Regions from separate parts of the Mus musculus genome. Here region 1 is linked to region 2. Evidence: chromatin contacts called from public HiChIP or PLAC-seq data. All regions are on one chromosome and are shown on one strand. Each heading gives the region's core, a stretch centred on a gene start, on an enhancer-like site or on the middle of the called end of the contact. The rest is flanking DNA. Distances are from core to core; before and after follow the strand shown.

Evidence for each region. HiChIP or PLAC-seq counts read pairs in DNA pulled down with a chosen protein or histone mark.
Region 1: a contact with region 2 is called in an H3K27ac HiChIP or PLAC-seq map of the HPC-7 cell line, with 7 times the contacts expected there. The contact joins the enhancer-like site here to the promoter of Slc17a4 in region 2. A contact is called at or near these places in 2 of 39 promoter capture datasets (cranial neural crest and embryonic stem cells), 1 of 484 Hi-C or Micro-C datasets (nephron progenitors), 1 of 115 datasets of contacts at active chromatin or transcription factors (the HPC-7 cell line) and 1 of 9 other capture datasets (adipose tissue).

What each region holds. Positions count from the first base shown.
Region 1 is chr13:24,092,107-24,098,009 of GRCm38.p6, forward strand. Carmil1 (capping protein regulator and myosin 1 linker 1) reads right to left here. Exons shown (of 38, transcript NM_026825.3): 22 at 2,292-2,464; 23 at 400-468. Among named protein-coding and RNA genes, the nearest start is that of Gm33573, 85 kb to the right of the region's middle. Within about 2 kb of position 3,150, at least 67 of the 459 cell types and tissues checked have an H3K27ac peak or open chromatin away from gene starts, as enhancers often do. A contact at or near this core is called in the HPC-7 cell line, where this site is marked.
Region 2 is chr13:23,913,047-23,918,985 of GRCm38.p6, forward strand. Slc17a4 (solute carrier family 17 (sodium phosphate), member 4) reads right to left here and starts at 1,961. Exons shown (of 12, transcript NM_177016.3): 1 at 1,880-1,961.

The DNA.
Region 1 (5,903 bases), core at 1,900-4,399, 180 kb after region 2:
AAAACAAATAAGCCTGGGACTGACTATAAATTAATTTCACTTTTATTTTTCTGGACTATAGACAACAACTTGCCCCCATCAGCCCCTTGCATCCTCACTCTTACATGGCCCAGATAAACAGAAGAGGAAACCCAGTGCAGAGAGACTGTAAACCACAAAAGCAGAAGGAATAGTGACCCTGATGACCACCTGCTTTGGCAGATTAGCACTTCGGCGCTTATTCTGTGCATTAGAAAACTCACATCGGGACAAAGCCACTGTCTTGCCTGACTCCGGACTCTATAGCTGGTCTACAAAGATCTGATCTCTACCCACAATTTTTTCTACCATCCCGCAGGTGACACCAATGCCATTGGCTCTTTAGTACTATCCCAGAGAAGAATCCTAATTAAAACTTACTTTTCCATAGCAACAGCTATGTCTTGAAAGCCTTGTGCAGTGATGTTGTTTTTGTCCCAGATGACTGTCCTGTTTGGAAATGAAGCCATGTCAACAGTCAGATTCTGAGGTGTGGCCAGGATGATCCCCCCTCCCCTGGAGATAAGGCTCTTTGAATCAACACTGTTTCTAGGCACATCCAGCCCTTTGACATCCTGACACAACACTGATGCCAAGCAACATAGTTACTTAATTTTGTAGAAATATCATAAAGTCTTAAGTAAATGTAAAAATATGTGTTGGACTGAACTCATAGCTATCTCTGGCTGCACTTACTGATATGCAATTGGCAGGACATAGGTTGGACATGCTTATAAGCATTTTAATGATGGCATCATGTAAGAAAGGAATAACATTCATTTGTTTCATCAAAACAAAAATGGCCATTTCACGCAATAGTGTCTTTCTTTCTTGCTTGCTTTCTTGCTTTCTCACTTTCTCTTTTTATCTTTTTATCTTTCTTGTTTTCTTTCTTTCTTTCCTTCCTTCCTTCCTTCCTTCTGTTAAGGTTGAACCCATGATGTCATGCATGTTAAGCATGCACTATATCACTAAGTTATATTCTCAGCCCCTACATCATAGCTTAACACAGCTATTACCCAAATATTTTTGAAAAACTATACCTAAAAGCACAACAGCACAACTTATTGACTTGGTCCCTCTGTTCTCCAGATAGCATCCCTGTATTCACATAGAAACCGAAAGCTCCTGACCAAAGACACTGCCCAGCCCTGTGTCCAACATAAACATCTTTAAAACCTAGAGTGAACTTTGCCCTATCTCATGCTCTCTCATTTTCCTGTCCTGGTGTAATCTTGAGAATTTCCCTCACTCTGGCCAAAGATCAGTCTACTATGATCTAGGAGGCTGTTGACTTAGCGTATTTTAGGAAAAATACAACCTTACCTATTGAACACGTGCACTTGTGAGGTTTTATGATTCCCTGGACACACACAACCTTTCCTTCACCTGGAGGTCTTCAGCCTGACATTTACTGCCCTCCCATGCTAGTCCTGATGACCTCCATCAGCCACATTGACTTTCAAAGCCCTCGCTACTCCTCTTGGCTTGTGGCTTCAGTTTAGTTAGAAGGTTCTGATTCTGTGTCATGCTAAAGAAATGGAGCATCCAAAAAGAGCCCTAGGAGAGCAACAGGTGTTTGCTCTTCAGTCAACACACTGACAGACCAGTGGCAAATTCTGATCACTCTGAGGAACAGATAACAATGGGGCAAAGCACTGGTGGTTCTCAAGAAGAGTTGTGTGTACAAAAAGTCCAGGGTATGACTGAAAAACAGAAATGGGTCCCCTGGGGAACCAGCCTTTGAAAAGCAGTCTTCTTGTGCCCTTGTGTTTCAAGTCTTTATTACAGAGGTGTGGAGTGGAAGAAAGGCCTCAGACCTACAACAACATATGGTCCTGTTCCAAATAAGAACATGAACCACTAACTATATAGCCCAGGGATATCATGGACAGTTTCTTTGTGTAAGTACCTCTGTGATGCCTGCATAGCTATATCACCTGAGGATGCAACTCTTAAAACATGGCCTGTCACTAAAAGACATGGATTGTCTAGGTCTGCTCCCACAGCATGGCCTGCAAAGATCCCTGCTTCTTATTGACATTATCTCCCTGGTTAGGTGTCAAGACTACATTGAGAAAGAAACCACAACAATCTGTCAGGGTTTTACATCACAGAGGACTTGTAAAGTCAAACATCAGTGGAAATACTATGTGTTTCAAGAGTCCCAACCAAGTACTCTGGTAAAAATTTCTTCCCAGCGGGTATCCTGGGAGACCCAGACTACCCTAGAAGGAGCAGCAAACCCTCAGGGTCAGGACACTGGTGCCTACCTGAGTTTGGTGTTGATCTGGAGAGCCTTGGCCAGCATCTTCGCTCCCATGTCCCCCATGCCATTCCCACTGATGTCCACTTTGGTCAGGGAGGTGTTGCTGCCCAGGGCATTGATGATGATGGTGACCTCAGCCTTGAGTTTTGAGTCAGCCAGGGACAACGACTGCAGAGGCTGGGGGTGGGGCACACAGCACTGAATGGCTTCATCAAAGCAATGACCACTTTCCCAACTCTCCACAGAGAACTGAGAATAGGACTCATTGAACTGTCTGCTTTGGGAATTGCTGTCTAAAGCCATGGGTAGGGGTGAGGTTGGAACCGGAAGGTTCTGACATTAAATAGACTTCCAGAATGAATTGATGAATATCTGTTGCTTCTATGGCAAGCCACAGGTCACAGAAGTGTCCCACTTGAGGCATTATTCCTTTCTACCCAATTTATTTTTCTATACGTGAAAAATAACTCTAAAAGACAGGGCCCGAATACAAAATGAAACATACCCAAGATGAATAATGTTCAGCCGATGAATATTTCCTAAGCATTTACTATACCCAACCACTGCTTCCTCTTTTCATGTGTGGTTTAATTAACCCTCTCAGACACCATTATGTACTGAGGCATGATTGTCATCCTTAGTCACCAGAAACAGAAGGGTTAAGCAACTCAACCAAACCCACAGTTAGAAGATGACGGGCATGTGGTGTGTGTGTATGTGTGTGTATGTGTGTGTGTGTGTGTGTGTGTGTGTGTGTACAAGTTTATAATCCTAGCTCTTGGGAAGTAGGGGCAGAAGGATAAGAAGTTCAAGGCTAGTCCCATAAAATATTCAAAGCCAGCATGGGGTGCATGGTATTCTATCTTACCAAAAAGCAATACAGCCAAACAAAACAAAGTCATAGCATTAGTCCAGAGATGAATCAGAGTCAGCTTGTGGGAGCAAGTTTTGGAGTGTGTGCTCTCAACAAAGATGTAACACTACCCCCAAGGAGCTTATTTTAGAACATTTTTGGTCATTATCCTTTAACTGTGTCTTAAGTTTCCATCAGAAGATATTCCTGTGATTCAAGAAACAAAAAGTCAAATCTGTACGATCATACACCGTATGTGAATCTACACCAACTAGAGACTGAAAGCCACTCAGGCTGGATACAGGTTTGGTCTGGCCTTCAGGGTACATGACCAAACACCAAATAGACTTTCCTCCAGTGCCCAAATCCTTCTAATTGCTCTACTGTCCCCCCTAGTCCGGTGGGCATCTGCGTTTGCAAGACTCAGTGCAGGCAGGGGTAAATCCCAAGACATACACCAACAAGGCATGAAAGGTCCCAGTTCAGACCTGCGGAATGACATCTGTTATGTGAAGTGTTCTCCTCTGGCCTCATTCCCTTAAGCAGCACTGGTATCCCAGGCAGGTAAATGGCTAGAAGCTGAGTGATTTCCATGACAACAAGCAAATACAACGTAAGATCTACCTGTGCCTGCTCCACCAGGTTGTACTGATCATGCACCTATGTGTATGAAAGAGAGAGGTCTCTATCTATGATGTACAAGGTCAGGGTGAAGAGGACGGAGTTCAAATCTAGACATCAGTCAGGCATGGCAGCTCATACCTGAAATCTGAGCACCTGGGAGATAGAGGCAGGGGGATAAATTGTGGCCAGACTATACTGTATGAGGCCTTGTTTCAAAAGGAAGAAAGAGGAAGAAGATAAAAAATAAAACACTCAAATATCAACAGAGAACTATCATGTGACTCAGTTAGAAGAGTGACTATACCACCATTCTTGACATTCTCGGGCCATGTGGCTGACCAGACTTAGCCCAGGATAATCAGAAGGGAACAGCACACCAGTCAGAGTCAGACCCAAGCAAGAAAGAGACTGCTGCTGGTGGTTAAGGCGATGGCATCTCAGCCAGAAAGCTAAGTAAACAGTGTTCTTACTATTCTACATTCAGATAAATGGAAAACAATGGAAAACGTTCAGACTCAGGTAATCTAATGTTATAAAAAACAAAACAAAACAAAACAAAACAAAACAAAACAAAACATGCAACACCACCTCGTGGAAAGCAGTAGTCATGTCTCACCATTTTTACACTCTCTCTTCCACTACTACCAAAATGATCTACCATGGCTTCTCTGTCATACTGGGAAATGGCCAGATCTTTAAGCTACTCTTCTATCACTACATTCAAATTCTAGTACACAAATTAACACTTAAGAATAATGAGAATGGGGCAGTGTGTGTGTGTTTGAATTGCATACATATTTATGAGGTCAGTTTTTCCTAATTCATTACATTTTTATACGGCCTTACCACATGAGTGCTTAATGCTTAATCTAGACTCAGTCTCCGGGTTGTTAGTCATCCTGGGGGGAACCCCATCCTGTTCTGTGGATTGCAACAGGGCTTTCTATGCAATCCTTCAAAACAGTCTCTGTCGTGTTGGCTGCTCATTGCCACCATCTCAGGAGTCTGGATGTAGTCCCTTTCATCGACAGGCGAAGGTGATACCGAAGCTCCTGAGAAGCTGGGTCTCCCCACTGAGCATTGTGTGCAGTTCTGGGTGACTAAGCTATTCATGGGCTGCCGGGGAACGGATTCCACAGTGGGCAAAGTGTCAAAGGCAGAGATTATATTCTGAATGTTCAACTCTTACTTAAGTAAAACTGAAAACAGGCCCAAAGCAATTGGTTTTCTGTGGAATAAATATTGGAATGCATGAGGCTCAACTCCTAATCACTTTAAATTGGTCTGCATATTATAGATTCCTAAGGAAAAGAAAAATTGATGGTAATTGCCTTTTGAAAAACCCACATCATTTTCAGTGACACAAAAATAAAAAGCTATTCACTGTAGAGTTATTAGCAACACACTAATCAAACTTGTAACTTGGCAGAATTCACATTTACATAGCAAATTTGTCATCTGCAAATGTGTTTTCAGGTGCATTTTAAATATCAAAATTATCTTTAAATAAGAAACTAAAACTACAAAAACAGTTTGAAGACCCTTAAGCAATGAGCAGAACTTGATATAATACGCTCTTCATGAACTTGAAAACTTCTTAAGTTATTTACTAAGACAAATATTTGGGGATGAATACTAAGTATGATTTTTTTAACATTAGGTTCCCAAATCAGGAAAACTGCATTTAATAACTCAGAGCAGTGCAAAGTCAAATTAAATGTATAAAATTAGTATCACATGCCAATTCTATCCTTGGCTTTAGTAATCTAATATAAAAGGAAAAAAAAATCCTGAGATTATTAGCAGGTGAGATCCCAGCAATAAAGCAGAACCCCTTAAATGATAAATTGAATTGTTTAGCCAACGTTAGAAATTACAGCCGCATGTCAGAAATCAAGAAAACAGAATTTTCACCTCTCAGGTGAAGAAAGGGGTAACAGGTCAGAATTCTGGAACCCCACAACCCCATAGCTGCCTTAGGGAAGGCAGCTTACTGATATCATAGAAGTGATATCATAGACACTATCATTTCCTGGCAGAAGGTCAAAAACGAAAGGGATATTTTTCAAAACGTGACATACTTTGTCTGATTCAGGTATGAAGTTACTCCTACCACCCACAGACCAACTCTTTGTAATG
Region 2 (5,939 bases), core at 711-3,210:
GTTAGCCATTCAGGGAAAGACCACTGAAGTCCTTAGCAGGATATTCACAAGATGCAGCAAGGACTATCCACCCAGTTAAAAAGATACTGCCTGCCTTACATCAGCCTCTATTGACCGAGCCCAGCCCTGGGAGAATTAGAAGCTTTAGTTAGGATGAGAGGAGAGGGGAGTGGCTGACAAAGAAAGCGAACAAAGGGCACCCAAACAGCCCCTTCATTCCAGGGTCCAGCCTGGAATTGGGAGAAGCTGTGTTTTTAGATGAAGTTTGGCTTTTTGTGCTCTCCATCGTATTAGGCCTATTATCCAGGAAACTGGGATTATGAAGTCTGAAAATGGCCATCTTACTACTACTACCTGACCATGAACACAGAAGCGGAGAGGCCGAGCAGATGTAAAGGGAAGTACCGTGGCCAGAGCTTCTGGTAAAGCAAAGCCATTCTTCTCTCGAGGGAATATGAAACATGTTCATATTAAAGATATGTAGAATGGGTCGGGTTTGTGCTTCCCTGTCTGTGCAAATGTTACCTAACACCCAGGCGTGTCGCTACTATAGCTGCAAGTGGACAGATACCGACAAGATTCCAGCTTACACCATCTGCAATTCAGAATAAAATTGACAAACAACTTAAATCCAAACCAACACTGGCAGAATGAAATGGGTCAAGCCTGAGATTGTGCTTGGAAACCTAAAACCATCTGCTGACTCTTGTTCACACCTTAGGGAGACTGGTTGGACAGAAGAGTCTCTCACTCATGGAACTGAAGACAGGATTCAGGCCAGCTTTTTCCTTTCTAGCTTTCCAGACCCTTGCAGTGACGCAATGCCTCAGAGTTCACCAGCCTCTGGCTCATTCACTGACCCAGTAAACATATGTGCAATAAATGGAAGGCTTGCTTCCGTGGCTTTCTCCAGCATGACTGGAGGTTTGCTCGCATGAGTGGCTCTGCGTCTACTTAAACAGAAGACCTTAATCTCTGGAGTTTGTCAGTTAGAGGAAGAGGGTTGGACAAGGCTGCTGAAGGGCAAAAGACATGACCACAGACAGCATGCAGGACACATGCTCCAGTGAGTCACAGAGTACAATATGATAAGAAAGAAAAACAAGAATGGCCTAGTTAGGAAGGAAGCAGAAGAGTACAGATGATAACAACTAAGGGGCTGACAGTGAGAACATACGATCTGCCTATTCTAACCACCCAGTCTGTTGGTATACCGTGGCTGTCTCTGAGCTGAGAGGGAAGTCCTCTCCCAGGAACATGACAGCAAAAGAAAAGAGCACTCTGGACCACTGCATAAAGCCATAGGGGGTTTTATTTGCTTCAGTCCCCCATTCTCCCATGAAAATTCTGTTTACTCTGGTTTTTTTGTTAATTTGACCTTTGAAGCCTATTAAAAATATTCTTTAAAACAACAGGGTGTTTTGGTTTGGTTTGGTTTGGTTTTTTTGCCTCAGTCTGTTTGGTTAGTGCTGTTTCTACAAACTAGTGTATCTCACAAAAACAAGTTAAATGCATGAGTGCTTTGTGCAATTTTCCAGCGTCAGTAACCCTAAGAAATGCAAGACCTGACCTTACGATTGGTGTTCCCTTCTAGTTGCTTCAGACAGTATTCTCTCTCCCTTTCTCCCTGTTTCCTACCTTTCCTGTCCCCACCCACCCACCGCTGGCTTTTGTCTCCCTCTTCCATGTCTGTCTTCCTCCCTCCCTCTCCTTCTGGAGTTCCTATAGACCTCGTTTGTTTTAGGAAAAAGCAGCCTCCTGTCTCACTTTTCACAACCATCTCCCAAAAGAAACCCAGTCCTGCACACCACCTATAATCTCAACAGGAAAAGGTCCGTTCCCACACCGTCAGAACCAGAGCAAGAACTGGAAAGCAAACCTGAGGAAGGCGGAGAGCCGGCTCTTGGCTGGGATCCTATCGGTTTCTCAGCTTTCTGCAGCTGTCTAACCCAGAGGAGTGAATTATTACTCAGGGCCTTTAGCTTTTATCTTACCAAATGGAGGCTTTTATTGGCTCAACCATTTAATTTTTAACTTTGTTTTATTATTTAATTGATGACCTGACCATGTTCACTCTATCTTCCTCATACTTGAAGTTCATGTGAAGTCACATACATCTTCCCAGATTCTCTGTGGGTCCTGCTACTACTCTTGCTTGCCTCATTTTTAACTTTTACATTATATGTGATTATTTATGTGTTAGAGTGTGTGTGGGTAAGTTTTCACTTATTGAGGTCAAAGGACAGCTTTCAAGACTGGGTTTTTCCCTTCCACCATGTTGATCTCAAGGTCACAATTCAAGCTATTGAGCACAATGACACTTATCTTTCCCTGCCAAGCTATCAGGTCAACCCTCTGAGCAGCTCATTAATGGCATCTTCATCATCTATGATCTCAGGAGTACAATAATCTTCATAGATAGGGTTACATCTTGTCTCTTAAGTGGCTGTTTTCCACCATATCCATGTTTAATAGAACTAATTTTACACAGAGAGCAGCTATAGGCCTACTGACCTTATAGAAGCCAGACACTTAGAGCTTAACATATTCTCAGGCCAGAGGCTTACTGCTCTAGGATTAATCTAGTGGTCTCAGCACTTGGTCCTCAGCTTCCAGCAGTGGTGCACACAACAGAGCCAGCGACATCCGGGGCTGCAGCTCTCGTACAAGCATCCAATCTTGGGACCTACGATGATAGATGTTGCGCTGTTTAGGATTCTGAGCTGTTGACAGACTCTTTTGCAGCTAATGGACCCGTGGTATCTGAGACCCTTTTGGTAGGTCTCTGGAACTCTTCCAATGACCTCATTTTCCTGTCTTCAGCTCTTCCTGGCTTTCGTGATCTCTGCCCTACCATCGCTGCTACCTTTGCTGCCTCCGCTGTGACCAGTGCTGCTGATTGATCCACGGTTGCAACTGTCACCCTTAAATCCTCTGTCCCCTCACCCTTCCTTCCTGTTACCAACTCATCCTGCTCTAAAATGATAAAGATCAAGCACAGGTGAGAATAGATCACCTGAGAGTTCTATCTTAGGCCTCAGGCTCATGCTGCTACATCAGGATGTTGTCTCTCACCAGAGTGACAAAGTGAACCAAACAACCTGTTAATGTAGCCAGAACAAGGTACAGCAAGGAGTCTGCCCTGTCCTCCAAACATTGCTTCTTCCAAATGAACCACACTTGCATCCTCCAGAGGGGCCTCTGCAAATGGAGCATTGTAGGCGCCAACCATAGATCTCTTTGTGGTCAGCAGTCTCTGGCTAGTGGGAGGCTTCTGACACAGTCTGGGAAATGTCAGGGCTATGTCTGAGCAGCTGGCAGCTGTGGCTGATATATTACCTTCTCAAGTGTTTTGTGGGGAATTCAAAATAGCAGAGCTGGCATGAAGGGAGGGTTGCTGGCTGTGGAGTAGACAGTGCTTCTACCAAGGCAACCAGAAGAATCTAAAAATTATTCATTAGGAAATCAAGTGGGCCTCAATACCTTAGCTTATTTAAAAGAAAAATGAACACTCTAAGAAGTGCTTATAATAAAAACATACTGTTAACATTAACAGGAATTTAACTATGATATAACAAGGCTTGACTCCTGCCTTGGTAACCCAGGAAGGGGTGGGTCCTTCAAATCAGTCTCACAAGAAGACAAAGAGCAACAGTATTATGCTAGGGAGAGGATGGAGTGAGGATGGATTGAGAAGCAGCCAGGATTGTGGGGAATAATCCCAGCACCCAGGATTCAGAAGCAGGAAGATGATGGGTTAGAAGCCATCCTGGGCTATATAATGAGTTCAAATCCATCCTAGACTACATAGTGAGAAACTAAATCAAACAAGAGCCGGAGTGTAGCTTAGGAGTAGAACATTTGCTTAGCATACGCAAAGCCCTGGGCTTAACTCCAGACAGAGGGAGAGAAGGATGGAAGGAAGGAAGAAGAGATAGAGAGAAGAAGAGGGAAGAAGGCACATTAATAAGCAAAAAAAGAATTCTCATAGGATTAGAAATAATCTCTGCCTATACTACAAAAAATCAGAACATATGACTATAATGACTAATATATCATACCAAATAAAAATAACATATTTTCCGAGTTTTTTTTTTTTAAAAAAAAAAGGCCTGGTGGTAGTGTCACTAGCCTTTAATCCCAGCACCATGGAGGTAGAGGCAAGTGGATCTTTGTGAGTTCTAGGCCAGGACAGCCTACAGAAGGAGTTCCAGGACTGTACAGAAAAACCTTGTCTTAAACAAACAAACAAAAACAAAACCATAAGTGAGTATTGTAGCCTACAACATGGAACTGATTTCTTGAGTGAAATGATCCAAAGGGATGGGGTAGAGAATATATAATAATAGCCCTATTGCTACTTGGGTAAAGGGAATGAAAAATTATAAAGAATATAAATGGATTTTATACATAGAAGATTATAATAGAAGAAAAAATTAAAACTGTGAGGCAGTTTGTAGCACCGAAATTTGTAAATGTTCAAAATTTGATAAAATAGAATTAGAACTTAGGGAAATACTGGTTCAGATCCATGGTTGGTGAGTGAAATGAACTAAACGACTCTATCTCCCAAATTTATGCTGAAGCCTTAATTTTCCACATGATGGTGTTTGCAGTTTGAGCCTGTCAAATATATAGGTCAAATAATAGGTTTAGATAAGGGACCGAGGGTGACCCCACCCTCGGTAGTATTAGTGTCTGAGAAGAAGAGGAAGAGCCAGGATTCACTCTATCCATCTCCCTTTCTCTCTGTCACGTCTCTGTGTTATATGAGGACACAGTTAGAACACAGGAAGGAGACACTCAGCAAACACTGAACCAGGCAGACTTTGACCCTGGAATTCGTAGCCTCTAGATCTATGAGAGTTTAATTTCCCACTGTTTAAACCACCCAATTCATGGTGTTTTGTCCTAACAGCCTGAGGTGACTAATCTAAGGAATTTGCAAATTGTTATGGTCTCTATACAAACAGAAACCCTGAGAAGTCCACTACTACTTACATTCTCTACTTTTTTTAAACCTTTGAAAATGTGTGTGTGTGTGTGTGTGTGTGTGTGTGTGTGTGTGTGTGTGTGTGTATACAATTCTGTGTGTTCCCTCGGAAGTCCCTGGAGTTAGGTTTATGCATGACTGTGAGCAACCTAATGTATAGGCTGAGAATTGAACTCTAGGCAAGCTTAGGTTTTTACCTGCGACTACATTTGAGAGTGTAGAATGTACATGAGTAGCTTGTTTGTAAATAGAACACAATAGCAGCCTTTCTATGGTGTTCAATATGTAGGAGACTCTGTTCTAAGATTTTACATATATTAGCTCATTGGCTTCTCTGATAACCATAAGAAAGTATACTCACTTGAGAATGTTTAAACATTTTGTCAACTAAAAATATTGAAACTTAGAGAAATTCCTGAGTAGAGGAACAACAAACACACCTGGAAGGAAACAATTTGTAACTCTTGTGCAGCTGACAAAGATTCAAGTTAGGCTTACTGCTTGCCTTGATAGACTGCTACCCTTCCTCGAGACCCCAGCACACACAGACACACAGACAGACACATGTACATACATGCACATGCATGTACCAGAGAGGCCAGATGCCCAGCAAGTTCCTCAAGATATCAAGGACTCCTGGGATGCCTGGCCAGTCTCACTTGAACTTTCCTTGTGCCTACTCTCTAGCAAGGCCAGGGGCTTGCTCCTAAGGTTTCATTTAGGTCAAAGTGTGGTGGCTCCTTCTAACCTCAGCTTGTCACTCATTCTTTTAGATCCTCTATTCTTTTCTAACCTTTAAAAGTGTGTGTGTGTGTGTGTGTGTGTGTGTGTGTGTGTGTGTGTGTGTTTAAGTGTATGTACACAATTCTGTGTTGTCCCTCAGAGGCCCCTGGAGTTGGGTTTATACATGACTGTGAGCCACATAATGTATAGGCTGAGAATTGAA